Linked DNA regions of Mus musculus: all the other regions are linked to region 2. Evidence: chromatin contacts called from public HiChIP or PLAC-seq and promoter capture Hi-C data. All regions are on one chromosome and are shown on one strand. The core of a region is the stretch at or near the end of the contact, and the rest is flanking DNA. Distances in the headings are between cores, read along the strand shown.

Region 1 (3,561 bases), core at 944-3,443, 660 kb after region 2:
TGTTTTGTTTTGTTTTGTTTAGACAGGGTTTCTCTGTATAGCCCTGACTGTCCTAGAACTTACTCTGTAAACCAGGCTGGCCTCGAACTCAGAAATCCACCTGCCTCTGCCTCCCAAGGGCTGAGATTAAAGGCATGTGCCACCACTGCCCAGCATTAAACTATTTTTCTTATAGATTCTTTTTTCTTATTATTTTCATTGTACATGTTTCTTGTGTTCAGAATATGTGTCCATAATGTATAATGACCAAGTCAGCATTTTACATTTATGTCTCCGTGACTTTTTTTTTCAGTTTCTGTGAACTGTTCAACAAAAACCCCAATGCCAATGGTAGAATGCCTCTTTATAAGTTGTTAGTCAAGGAGATCTCAGAGACCACCCAAACAGTATAGGCTTTTACAAGTCTTCTTGAATGCCTATCAGAGCTAGATGGTAAGGCCACACTCATAGGATGCATGAAACACAGAAATCACTTAGAAATGAGCTGGAAGCTTCCTCCACACCTACTAGTTTCATAGTCCCCAAGGATGCTATGGAGGCTACTGGGGGAACAAGCAATGTTCTTACCCAACTGAGGCCCACCAGTCAGCCGAACAACCTGTCAAGTAGATACGCAGACATGCGCAATAGTTATATTGCTGTTAAGGAGATGGTCAGTTATTCTTTGATTGGAATTTAGATCTACTCCATAGGCAAGAATTCCTGCCTGGTTCTGTAAATCTGGCCAAAAAAAAAAAAAAAGACAGGAGAGATCATAGGTTCTAGGAGGGAACTAAACACTGTTGTTTAGCTAAATTGACAATATTGAGCTGTCATCTAAATATCTATGCATATGCCAGTAGACAAATGCTACTCTCAGCCTTGGCCAGGAAAGTGTTTCTTTCCAGTGAACAATGGAAAAGGCAGAAACTCATGGATGCACAAGATGCTGAGAATACGTAGCAGACGTGTGCTCAGCCCTAAGTGAGACATTTCTACCACCTGCTCTAAGGCTCTGGGAACCTTGCAGGAGGAAGAAAGAACCTGAGAGCCAGAGGGTGGGGAGAAGAAATGCAAACTGTTATGTTCTGGGTAAAACACAGCCACTGCAGTCGTGGGCTCATAGCAGCTGTGGATGCTTGCACTAGGCAGCTGGACATGGATGGTAGAGGGAGTCCGGAGGCAGGGGAGTTCCCCTCACTTCTGAGCTGTTTGCTACTGATACTTTGGAGATTAGAGAAATCAATGCCTTTGGTTGTGTACCTATCAGTGTGCCCCATTGGCCCCCAGTGGATACTTCCCATCCTGTGAGTACAAAGATGACCCTGGTTTAACTAAATGGTTCACAAAATAAAACCCAAAACCATGAAGCTTGGAAAAAGACTGGTAGGGATGGGAAGTATTGTTGATAGGGATGGAGGCGGGGGGTAAAAAAAAAAAAAGGAGAGGGAGAGAGTAATCCCAATACATTATGGAAATACCAAGCAAGAAAATTAATCAATAAAAAAGCAAAATAAATTCTGATTAACACATAAATAAGAGTATTGTGTTTTTTATGAAGAACTAGCATTGTTTAAGACAAAGTCTCTCTACTTAGCCCAAGCGGACCTCAAACTTATCATCCCACTGCTTCAACCTCCCAAGTATTAAGATTAATAGGTGTGAGCCATCATTTACAGTGTTGCTAAGAAATTCTAATGATCGGGAGCAGGACGGAAGGGAGAGGTGCAGAGCGGGTGCAAGAAGGAAAAGCAGCTAGGCGCTCAGAGTCTCCCTCGTCCCCCCCAGCCTAAGTTCCCGCCTTGACTTGGGAGGTCTTGGGGCTCGAATCCTAAGTCATCTATAGTGCACACCCGCCCGTCAGCTTTCATTTTCATGGAAATCTGTGTGTGTGTTGCCACTGACACTGACCGTCCTCCTATCGGTGACTGAAATCGTTTTAAATGACATTTTTGAAAAAGTGGTTCATTAATCGGTGCTTATCGAGTGTGGACTCTATGGCTGCTGAATTCCTGCATGGACAAACTTTGATACCTTCTAAAGTCACACAGCTCTTGTAGGACACACCTGTCTGTAGGTCCTGCCCCCTGTCTACCTTCCTTTTCTGCCATTCCACCTTCCTCTTCCGAGCACCAGCACTAGGCCAGGGTGCTCCACCCACACACTCATACCCCAGACTTTGCACCAGGAAGCTCTCTGACCCCAGACATCACGACTCTTCCAGGCTTTCATTCAGATGTCTTTTTTACCGTCGGAGCCGGGCCTGGCCTCATTGCTCATAAGAGTGCCTCACCAACCCTTTCTTGTGTGGCCTCTGACTCACCCTCTGCCCCTCCAGCCCCTCCCCCCCCCACACACACACCCAAACTGGACTCCACGGGACAGACACCTGTATTTTTTCACTACTGTATTCCCAGTATCTACAACAGAGCAGAACACACACTCATATTTATTTATGATTATTTGTGAATGAATGAGCGGATGAATATCAATGCCCTATAAGGCTGGTCCTAAATAAAATAAAATAAAATAAAATAAAATAAAATAAAATAAAATAAAATAAAATAAAATAAAATGAGCATTCCTTGTCTCTTATGCCTAAATCCTCTTCTCCAAAGACTCTTGGCTATTCTGACATTAACCCACACATTTCTTCTTCTTCTTCTTCTTCTTCTTCTTCTTCTTCTTCTTCTTCTTCTTCTTCTTCTTCTTCTTCTTCTCCTTCTTCTTCTTCTTCTTCTTTTTCTTCTTCTTTTTTAATATTTTTGACAGTCTTTATTTGTGTATTAGCTTTTGTCTCCCCTCACCCTGACATATGACATTGTTTCTGGTAACTTTCACAGTGTCCATGAAAGACACAGAGAGCATAAAAAGCCATTATTCACCCATTTGAGTTTGCATGTGAGAGACGTAAAAATAACCAGTAATTTTCCTGAATTGGGGTTGCAAAATGATAACACCTCTCTCACCTTAGAACAAGTTTTTTGGTTTTGGTTTTGGTTTTATTTTATTTGTAATTCATTTTTTACACTCCATATTCCATTCCCCAACCCTCCCCTCCCACCCTCCAACTGCTCCACATCCCACACCTCCTCCCCACCACACCCATCTCCACATGGATGCCCCCACCCTCCACCCCATCTGACCTCTAAACTCCCTGAGGCCTCCAGTCTCTTGAGGGTTAGGTGCATCATCTCTGAATGAACACAGACCTGCAAGTCCTCTACTGTATGTGTGTTGGGAGACTTCATATCAGCTGGTATATGCTGTCTATTTGGTGGTCCAGTGTTTGAAAGTTCTCAGGGGTCCAGATTAATTAAGACTGCTGGTCCTCCTATAGGATCGCCCTACTCCTCAAATTCTTTCAGCCTTCCCTAATTCAACAACAGGGGTTAACTGCTTCTATCCATTAGTTGGGTGCAAATATCTGCATCTGACTCTTTCAGCTGCTTGTTGGGTCTTTTGGGGGGTGGAGTCATGATCGATCCCTTTTTGTGAGCACTACATATCCTCAACAACAGTGTCATGCCTTGGGACCTCCCCTTGACCTGGATCCCACTTTGGGCCTGTCACTGGACCTTC
Region 2 (3,622 bases), core at 166-2,665:
GGAGGCTATGGACTTACCTCTGGTGACAGAAGCTGGAAGAATGATTTGATCAGGGGTGTGGGTTGCAGGTATATACTCAGAAGAGGTATCATGAGTTTTCAGAGTGCTAGAAAGTTCTGGAAGGTGATTGCACAGGAGATGCATAGGTGATAGTGCAATTGAACACTTATGATTTATAAACTTTATTCTATACAAAATGGATCTAAAATGAGTCTTGGGCATGGTATAACTAGCCTTGGGGTTCAGTTCTGATTCTACTTTATGACTTGGTTCTCTGTGTAAAGTGGGAGATACTAGAGAAGCCACCTCTCGGGGCTGCTGCTAAGATCCTTGAGAGTGAGTGCAGAACTTGTGAGATGCTCAGCAGACCCGAGTTTCATTCCTGGGACACACAATGTAGGCGAGCATTCACTCCTGACACTTGTCCTCTGATCTCCACAGTGTACGGCACTAGTACTAGTGCACAAAATAAATATATACAATTAGAAATTGAGTGTAAAATACTTAGGCTCTAAGCATCTTAGTGGGGTTGCTGTCTCTTCCTGTGTCTTGGTCTCCTCAGCTAGGTTTGCTTTCTGAGGTCTCTTAGGGTCTCTTAGTGTTGCTTTTTATAGCCATTTTCTTCTTTATTTTAATATTTATTTTTAACTATTGGTTATGATTGTCTGACTGCATGTATTTTGTGCATCATGAGTGTTTATGGTGCCTACAAAGTCCAGAGGAGGGAATGGGATACCCTGGAACAGGAGTTACAGACAGTTGTAAGCCCTCATATGGGTGTCAGGACCAGAACTTGGGTCCTTGCCCAGAATAGCAAATATTCTTAACCATGGAGCCAACTCTCCAGCCCCTAGAACCATTTCTTTTTCAGGCTCAAGGTGTCCAATGAGGCTAATTCTTTATGATCAACAAAATTTGTGATCAGAATTGTTGGGAGCATTGGCATAGATGAAGAGCTAAGGGGTTTCCAGAACATTCCATCCAGCCATTTTAGAGGTAGAAAAGAAGGGTGGTGAGGGCTATGGGGATTTCACCCAGCATGGGGCCACTTTGCAGTCTGGCCTTCCCCCCTCTCCCCCAAGGAGGCTATCTGATAGACCCTTGTGGTTCAGTCCCTGTTCTAATACTGGGCAGGGCTGGGATATGGAACTTCTTAACTGGAAAGGTGAAGTAGAATTTGGTTGTCAAAAGAAGTCTGAAGCAGAACACTGCTCCCTCTGAATCATCCCTTTTGTTAAGGATTAAAAAGAAAAAAGCCACCCCAAAGACATAACCCACCCTAGAGAGTAGAGGTAACTGGGCTTGTGGGAAAGGAGGAACAGCTGGCATCAGGTCAGAGGGTGGGGAAGGGAGGAGAGAGGATGTCCCACCCCTGTGGAGGACGCATAAAAGGCATGCACGGCAGGGAAGTGCCATAGTCTTCTCTTGGCCTTGGTCAAGTTCAGCTCCTGTCTGCTCTCTCTCTCTCACCTTCTTGCTCCCACCATGAGCTGCCGCTTCCAGAGTTCCTCCATGAGCTATGGAGGTGGTTTCGGAGCTGGTTCTTGCCAGCTTGGAGGAGGCCGTAATATCTCCTCCTGCTCATCTCGGTTTGTCACTGGAGGGTCAGCTGGAGGCTATGGAGGGGGCATGAGCTGTGGCTTTGGTGGAGGAGCTGGTGGTGGCTTTGGAGGTGGCTTTGGAGGTGGCTTTGGAGGTAGCTATGGCGGAGGTTTTGGCGGTGGCTTTGGTGACTTCGGAGGTGTCGATGGTGGCCTCCTCTCTGGCAACGAGAAGATCACCATGCAGAACCTCAATGACCGCCTGGCCAGCTACCTGGATAAGGTGCGCGCCTTGGAGGCAGCCAATGCCGACCTGGAGGTGAAGATTCGTGACTGGCATCTGAAACAGAGCCCAGCTAGTCCAGAGCGGGACTACAGTGCTTATTATAAGACCATCGAGGAGCTCCGGATCAAGGTGAGGCCTCTGATGCTAAGAAGTTTTCCTCAGGACAGGGCAGAGCCTCAGAGGCCAGGCCATGCAGTGTTACAGACGACCAGGTGTGGATGGAATCGACCTTCTTCTTGCAAGGGGAATATTGTAACTTTGTACTACCGAGAGTCTCCGCTACTGAAATTTTCTTATGCCATGACCCAAATGCATTCTCTCCCACACTTCATGTTTATTGGTGTCATGACTCCTGCCAAGTCTTTTTTTAATGGCTTCCTGAACTGTTACTTGTGACTCAGTTGCTATAACCTACGACTGACTTACTTGGAAATGTGACATTTTAAAAAAGTCACTGCAAACGGATAAACCGGATAAAGAAAAGATATCGTTGTTCACTGTTTATTTTGGAGAAACCCCATAGACTTATTCTCAGTGGGCAATGACTCAGAGGGTGTAAAGAGGCTGAGACTCAGGCTGGTACAGAGCCTGGAAGCCCTCAGTGTGGCCTGTCAATCACACTGCGACACCAACTTGTCAGAGCAGAAGTCTACTAGCCTGGGTCAGGCCCCAATTACACAAAGCAGGCTTTAAATGCTTACGCTGTAAATGTTCAGGCATTCAAGTGGATGCCTGAGTTCAAGAGAGTTGAGTGGATGGGTTTTCCTCTTTGCTTATCTGGGAGGTCAGCTCCAGGAGCATGGCCAGAATACATCTGGAGTCACACTGAGCCCCTTCTGATCTGAAGGGGGAAAGCTATCAAGACAGTGACTTAGGGAGTTGATAGCTCTGAGATACGACTACTGGAAGATGTTCTGAGTGGGTGGGGCCTCTGAAATGGCCATCATTGGTCTCTCCCACCCTGGTCTGATGGGGAATATTCAAGAGGAAAAGGAGAGAGTTGGCTTTGCCTCCTGCTTTCTCAGAGTGCTTAAGCAGAAGTAAGGTGAGTTTTGCTTTCTAAGCCCAGCTTTAGCGTGTCCCTTCCATGCTTTGTAGATTCTGGAAGCCACCACGGACAACAACCGGATCATCCTGGAGATTGACAATGCCAGGCTGGCTGCAGATGACTTCAGGCTCAAGTGAGTTCATTCTCCTTACGAGTCTTTCCCCAAAGACTCTTGCTTTAGACTCTAAACTTTAAAGGAGTGGCCACTTGGTGGGAGACACTGGAGCATCCAGGAGCAAGGGCCTTGGAGTTGTAGAGGAATTCAGTGTATGGGGGTGGGATGCATCTAATATTATTTGTTTTGCTTTAATTAAAAAAATATTCCAGGTACGAAAATGAGCTGACCTTGCGCCAGAGCGTGGAGGCCGACATCAACGGCCTGCGCAGGGTGCTGGATGAGCTGACTCTGGCTAAGACTGACCTGGAAATGCAGATTGAGAGCCTGAATGAAGAACTGGCTTACCTGAAGAAGAACCACGAAGAGGTGAGAGGGGATGACAGGCCGGCCATGGGCCGAACCGCCTTTGATGAGCAAGGAGAGCCCTCTGTTGCAGGCTGACATTGCCACCAGCTGAGGGATTCGGAAGAGTCTTCTAGAACATTCCGCTATCACTCAGAGATAAGAAGGGAGAGTCTCTCACATTTTCCTTCCCTACTCCACAGGAGATGAAGGAATTCAGCAACCAGGTAGTAGGCCAGGTCAATGTGGAGATGGACGCCACCCCTGGCATTGATCTGACCCGTGTG
Region 3 (3,857 bases), core at 649-3,148, 700 kb after region 2:
CCATGCTCCTTACAAATGAGGCAAGTGGATTGCAGACTGTGTCGTCAAACCTTGTCTGCCAGAGATTGCTGGTGCTTCCCAGGCATATATTTACAGTATAAATGTATCATTTCTGCAAACCTCTTGCTTTGAAGCCCTGCTCTTTCTTTGTGACTGTATAGGTTGGGAGGAGAATGTGTCCCTTGCACATGTTCCTTATTTAACAAGGTTAAGGGGAGTTGTCAGTAGCTGTCACTCCGGGTTCAGTGTTCCTGACCCTGGGAAAGTGATTTGAAAAGCTGCCAGTCTGTTTGATCCTGGGTTTTCTTTCCTTCTTTCTTTCTTCCTTTTTTTAGATTATTTTATGCGAGTACACTGTAGCTGTTTCCAGACACACCAGAAGAGGGCATGGGACCCCATTATAGATGGTTATGAGCCACCATGTGGTTGCTGGGAATTGAACTCAGGACCTCAGGAAGAGCAGTCAGTGCCATCTCTCCAGCCCCTGTCCTGGGTATTTCTTACGGAGGCCTGCCATGAAGCTCAGCTGTGACCTTCTGCATGTGCTCCCGAGTGCCCAATAGGCAGCTCTCACTCTGGCTTGGTACGACTCCAGATTTAAGATTTCGCCTCTGGGGAGGCTGAATAAGGGCCAACACTACCTGGACGAGGTGAGTGTTGCTCTTGCTGAACGAGGAAGAATCCGCGCTCTATCACTGCAAAGCAAGTACTGACCTTGAGACCAACTCTCATGGCATAAAGGCCAGAGAAAGAAGCATTCTCTGGGACCAGGGCGCCCAGGAAATATGGAGCTACTATTAAAGGCTCTGCTGTGGGAACCTGTACACCAGAGCCATTAGATTGATTGTCATTGGAGGTGGGGGGTGGTTTGGACCTGGGTCCTCTGGAAGAAGCAAGTGTTCCTAAGTACTGAGCCATCTCTCTGACCCCTGGATAAAATTCTCAGGATCATGCTTCCCAAAGAATTCACAGGAATTTAATAAGACAGCCTCCCATTGGCTGTTCTGTGATGCAAAAATGCATTCCTCTCCATCCACCGAAATGACTCTCTGGCTTCTGAAGCATGGAGTTTTAATCATTTCTTATTTTGGACAGTGTTTGCGTGTGTGTATGTGTGTGTGTATGTATTTTGTTAATGGTGGAACACTGTAGGTGATATACTATCCATTCAGCCAACAGATTTACTACAAAATTCTCACAGGTAATGCCATTGAAGAAATAGCAATAAGCATTCAGCCCAGAGCCCAGCGTCATGGTTCACTGAGAATGCCAATCTTTTGTTAACTATAAATGTTCGACTTCCAAACAGCTGGCTCCCATGTTTAAGTGTTCCATTTTCAGAAAAGCAAGAACCACACAACTCCTTACAGCAGATGCTCTCAGAGCCTTGCAAGCTCAGATTCTAATGTCCTCTTGGAAAACACCTCTGTTTCTCACCTTCCAGGAATGCGCTCTTCATCTGCCTCTGAAACTGTCCCTACAGAGAGAACCACAGCATGGTTGGTTGGCTTATACTGAACCGAAAGAAATAGACAGGGGAGGGGAAGACAGAGCTTCAGGAAGCATGGGGCTTCGGAAGGATTCCTTAATGCTCCAGTCGTCACTCTTCTGGTGTCTGGAAGATACAGGCAGTGCTGAGGACAACTGAAGGTGACAGATTCCTTACGACAGCCTATCTGCTCCACCCAGCCTTCTTTCTTGTGTGTCAGATATCTAGTGGTAATGGTTATTCGATTATAGCTATATCAGTGAATTTTCACGATGCATAAATCACATACCTGCTGAGCTGGCCAACTGGGTGTGGGTGGGCATGCGAGAGTTGGAACGCAGAGAGTGAACTCTTTAACCGCAACACCCACCTCCCAGCCTATAAAGGCAGGACCCCTTCTGGCATACCAGCACTGCGGTCTCTCTTGGGTCACCACCTCTCCAGCAACAGCATGTCGCTTTCAGTCTGCACCTCTGCGCTGTCCAGGAGGTCTTCCTCACAGAATGGGGCGGCAGGCAGACCTTGGGGTGCATCTGCTTCTAGTGTTGCCGGCGGCTATGGGGGATCGGCCTCTGGCTTTGGAGTTGGCTGTGGAGGCCTCTTTTCTGCTGCTTCCATGTTTGGTTCTAGTTCTGGCTTTAGCGGTGGCTCTGCAGGTTGCTTGCCGGGGCTTGGCTCTGCCTATGGGGGACCTCTGAGAGGTGGCGCGGGAGGAATGGGGATAGGGATGGGGATAGCTGGAAGCTCGGGCGGTGGCTCTCTGTGTATCTTTTCTGGCAATGATGGAGGTCTTCTTTCTGGTTCTGAGAAAGAAACCATGCAAAATCTAAATGACAGACTAGCTTCCTACCTGGGTAAGGTTCGCTCTCTAGAGGAGGCTAATGCAGAACTGGAAAACAAAATTCGAGAGTGGTATGAAACACGGAGAACCAGAGACGCTGGGTCTCAGAGTGATTACAGTAAATACTACCCACTGATTGAAGACTTGAAGAATAAGGTAAGGGGAGGGGCTTTAGAAACCTTTTCATTTTATTACAATATTTTTATAAAAATAAATCCTCTTAACTTAGATATTTTTAAACTAGATGGTACTTGGAGAATTTCCTCCCCTCAAGAAGCACAGAAGTACAGTTCCGTTCACCATTAAGTGGCCGTCCTTCCACTGTCTAAAAGAAATGTTCTTAACTTATCAACATTATTTTTAATCAATACATTTGCTTTTAAAATGAAGCTGTCCCGAACCCTTCGGAGTTTGGGGCTTTGCTTTGTTTTGCTGTGGTGCTGGGAATGAACACAGGGCTTCGGGTATGTGACCAAGTGTTCTCCCATTGAGCTACAGCCACATCCTTTGCCTTAGAAAACCGGAACTGGAGACTGAGCGAGGTAACCCAAGCCCTGATAGGCAAACGCCATCTGCTGTCTTTCAGATGTGGATTCTAGTTTGGAATGTTTAGGTTTCTGTTTGAGTTTAACTGAGTGCCTATAGAGAGCAGAAAGGTCTCATGGCAGGGAGGAGGTGCTTAAACTGATATAGAGGAAGGGGGAAGAGTAACATAGGAAGGTTTAAACAAAGATGGGGTGGGGATGCACAGAAAAGTAAGGGTGAGGAGGGAAGCCCAACCAAAACTAAAGATGCATAGAAGAGCCATATTTAAAAAAAAAAAAAAAAAAAAAAAAAAAAAAAAAAAAGCTGAAAGAATGTGACTTAAAGATGAAGAGTTTGGATGGAGGAAAAATGTATTTTGTGTCACGATTTATTCTTATGTGCAAAGTGACACTAGTGAACTAACTGCCAGTGCTTTAGGACTCCGTGTTCATGTGTCTCCCTCTGTTCTCCCAGATCGTTTCTGCCAGAGTCAGCAACGCCCAGCTCCTCCTGCAGATTGACAACGCAAGGCTGGCTGCCGAGGACTTCAGGATGAAGTGAGTCCGCTGGTGGTAACTCCTTCCTCCTCCCACTCCCCACTTCCTGCTGCGCTGATGGCAAACGATTCCAATGTCCTGCAGCCCACATGGCCCCTGCCTTCAGTGCACCCCTAAATCCACACAGGGTGCTTTTAAAAGCACTGAAAGTCAAACCGTCCACTGTACACAGCTTTAAGTTATAAGTTGCTTCCACCTGGAGCTACGGATCATCTCTTTGCAATGAGTCATAATTCAACCTGATAATTGTACCTATGTTTAGACCTGAATTTTCAATGTATCAAAGTGAATTAACAATATCTTTGCCAAGGGGTTCAATGGAACAATTGTGTCCCTGATGACACATATGACTGAAAGCTTAACCATGCATTTATTTTTATATACCAGATCCTTTCCCATACCCCACCCTCCTATGCAGAGGGAATACAAATTAATTTCCTTTTTG

What was found. HiChIP or PLAC-seq counts read pairs in DNA pulled down with a chosen protein or histone mark. Capture Hi-C pulls out chosen DNA fragments and counts their contacts.
Region 1: an HNF4G HiChIP or PLAC-seq map of pancreatic cancer cells shows a contact between it and region 2. The contact joins the enhancer-like site here to the promoter of Krt13 in region 2. A contact is called at or near these places in 8 of 39 promoter capture datasets (the C10 cell line, embryonic stem cells, hematopoietic stem and progenitor cells and 3 more), 3 of 15 datasets of contacts at CTCF or cohesin (the NIH/3T3 cell line, embryonic stem cells and large pre-B cells), 2 of 115 datasets of contacts at active chromatin or transcription factors (kidney and pancreatic cancer cells) and 2 of 9 other capture datasets (adipose tissue and macrophages).
Region 3: a promoter capture Hi-C map of pancreatic islet shows a contact between it and region 2, with 5 times the contacts expected there. The contact joins the promoter of Krt12 here to the promoter of Krt13 in region 2. A contact is called at or near these places in 8 of 39 promoter capture datasets (the C10 cell line, cranial neural crest, embryonic stem cells and 3 more), 1 of 484 Hi-C or Micro-C datasets (embryonic stem cells), 1 of 115 datasets of contacts at active chromatin or transcription factors (pancreatic cancer cells) and 3 of 9 other capture datasets (adipose tissue, embryonic stem cells and pancreatic islet).

What each region holds. Positions count from the first base shown.
Region 1 is chr11:99,457,688-99,461,248 of GRCm38.p6, reverse strand. No RefSeq gene overlaps it. Among named protein-coding and RNA genes, the nearest start is that of Krt20, 21 kb to the right of the region's middle. Within about 2 kb of position 2,193, at least 16 of the 459 cell types and tissues checked have an H3K27ac peak or open chromatin away from gene starts, as enhancers often do. A contact at or near this core is called in pancreatic cancer cells, where this site is marked.
Region 2 is chr11:100,119,359-100,122,980 of GRCm38.p6, reverse strand. Krt13 (keratin 13) reads left to right here and starts at 1,415. Exons shown (of 8, transcript NM_010662.2): 1 at 1,415-1,956; 2 at 2,926-3,008; 3 at 3,203-3,359; 4 at 3,539-3,622. The coding sequence starts at 1,486.
Region 3 is chr11:99,420,300-99,424,156 of GRCm38.p6, reverse strand. It overlaps Krt12 (keratin 12), which reads left to right and starts at 1,898. Exons shown (of 8, transcript NM_010661.2): 1 at 1,898-2,486; 2 at 3,330-3,412. The coding sequence starts at 1,941. It overlaps A830036E02Rik (RIKEN cDNA A830036E02 gene), which reads right to left. Exons shown (of 4, transcript NR_153851.1): 4 at 1,059-2,292.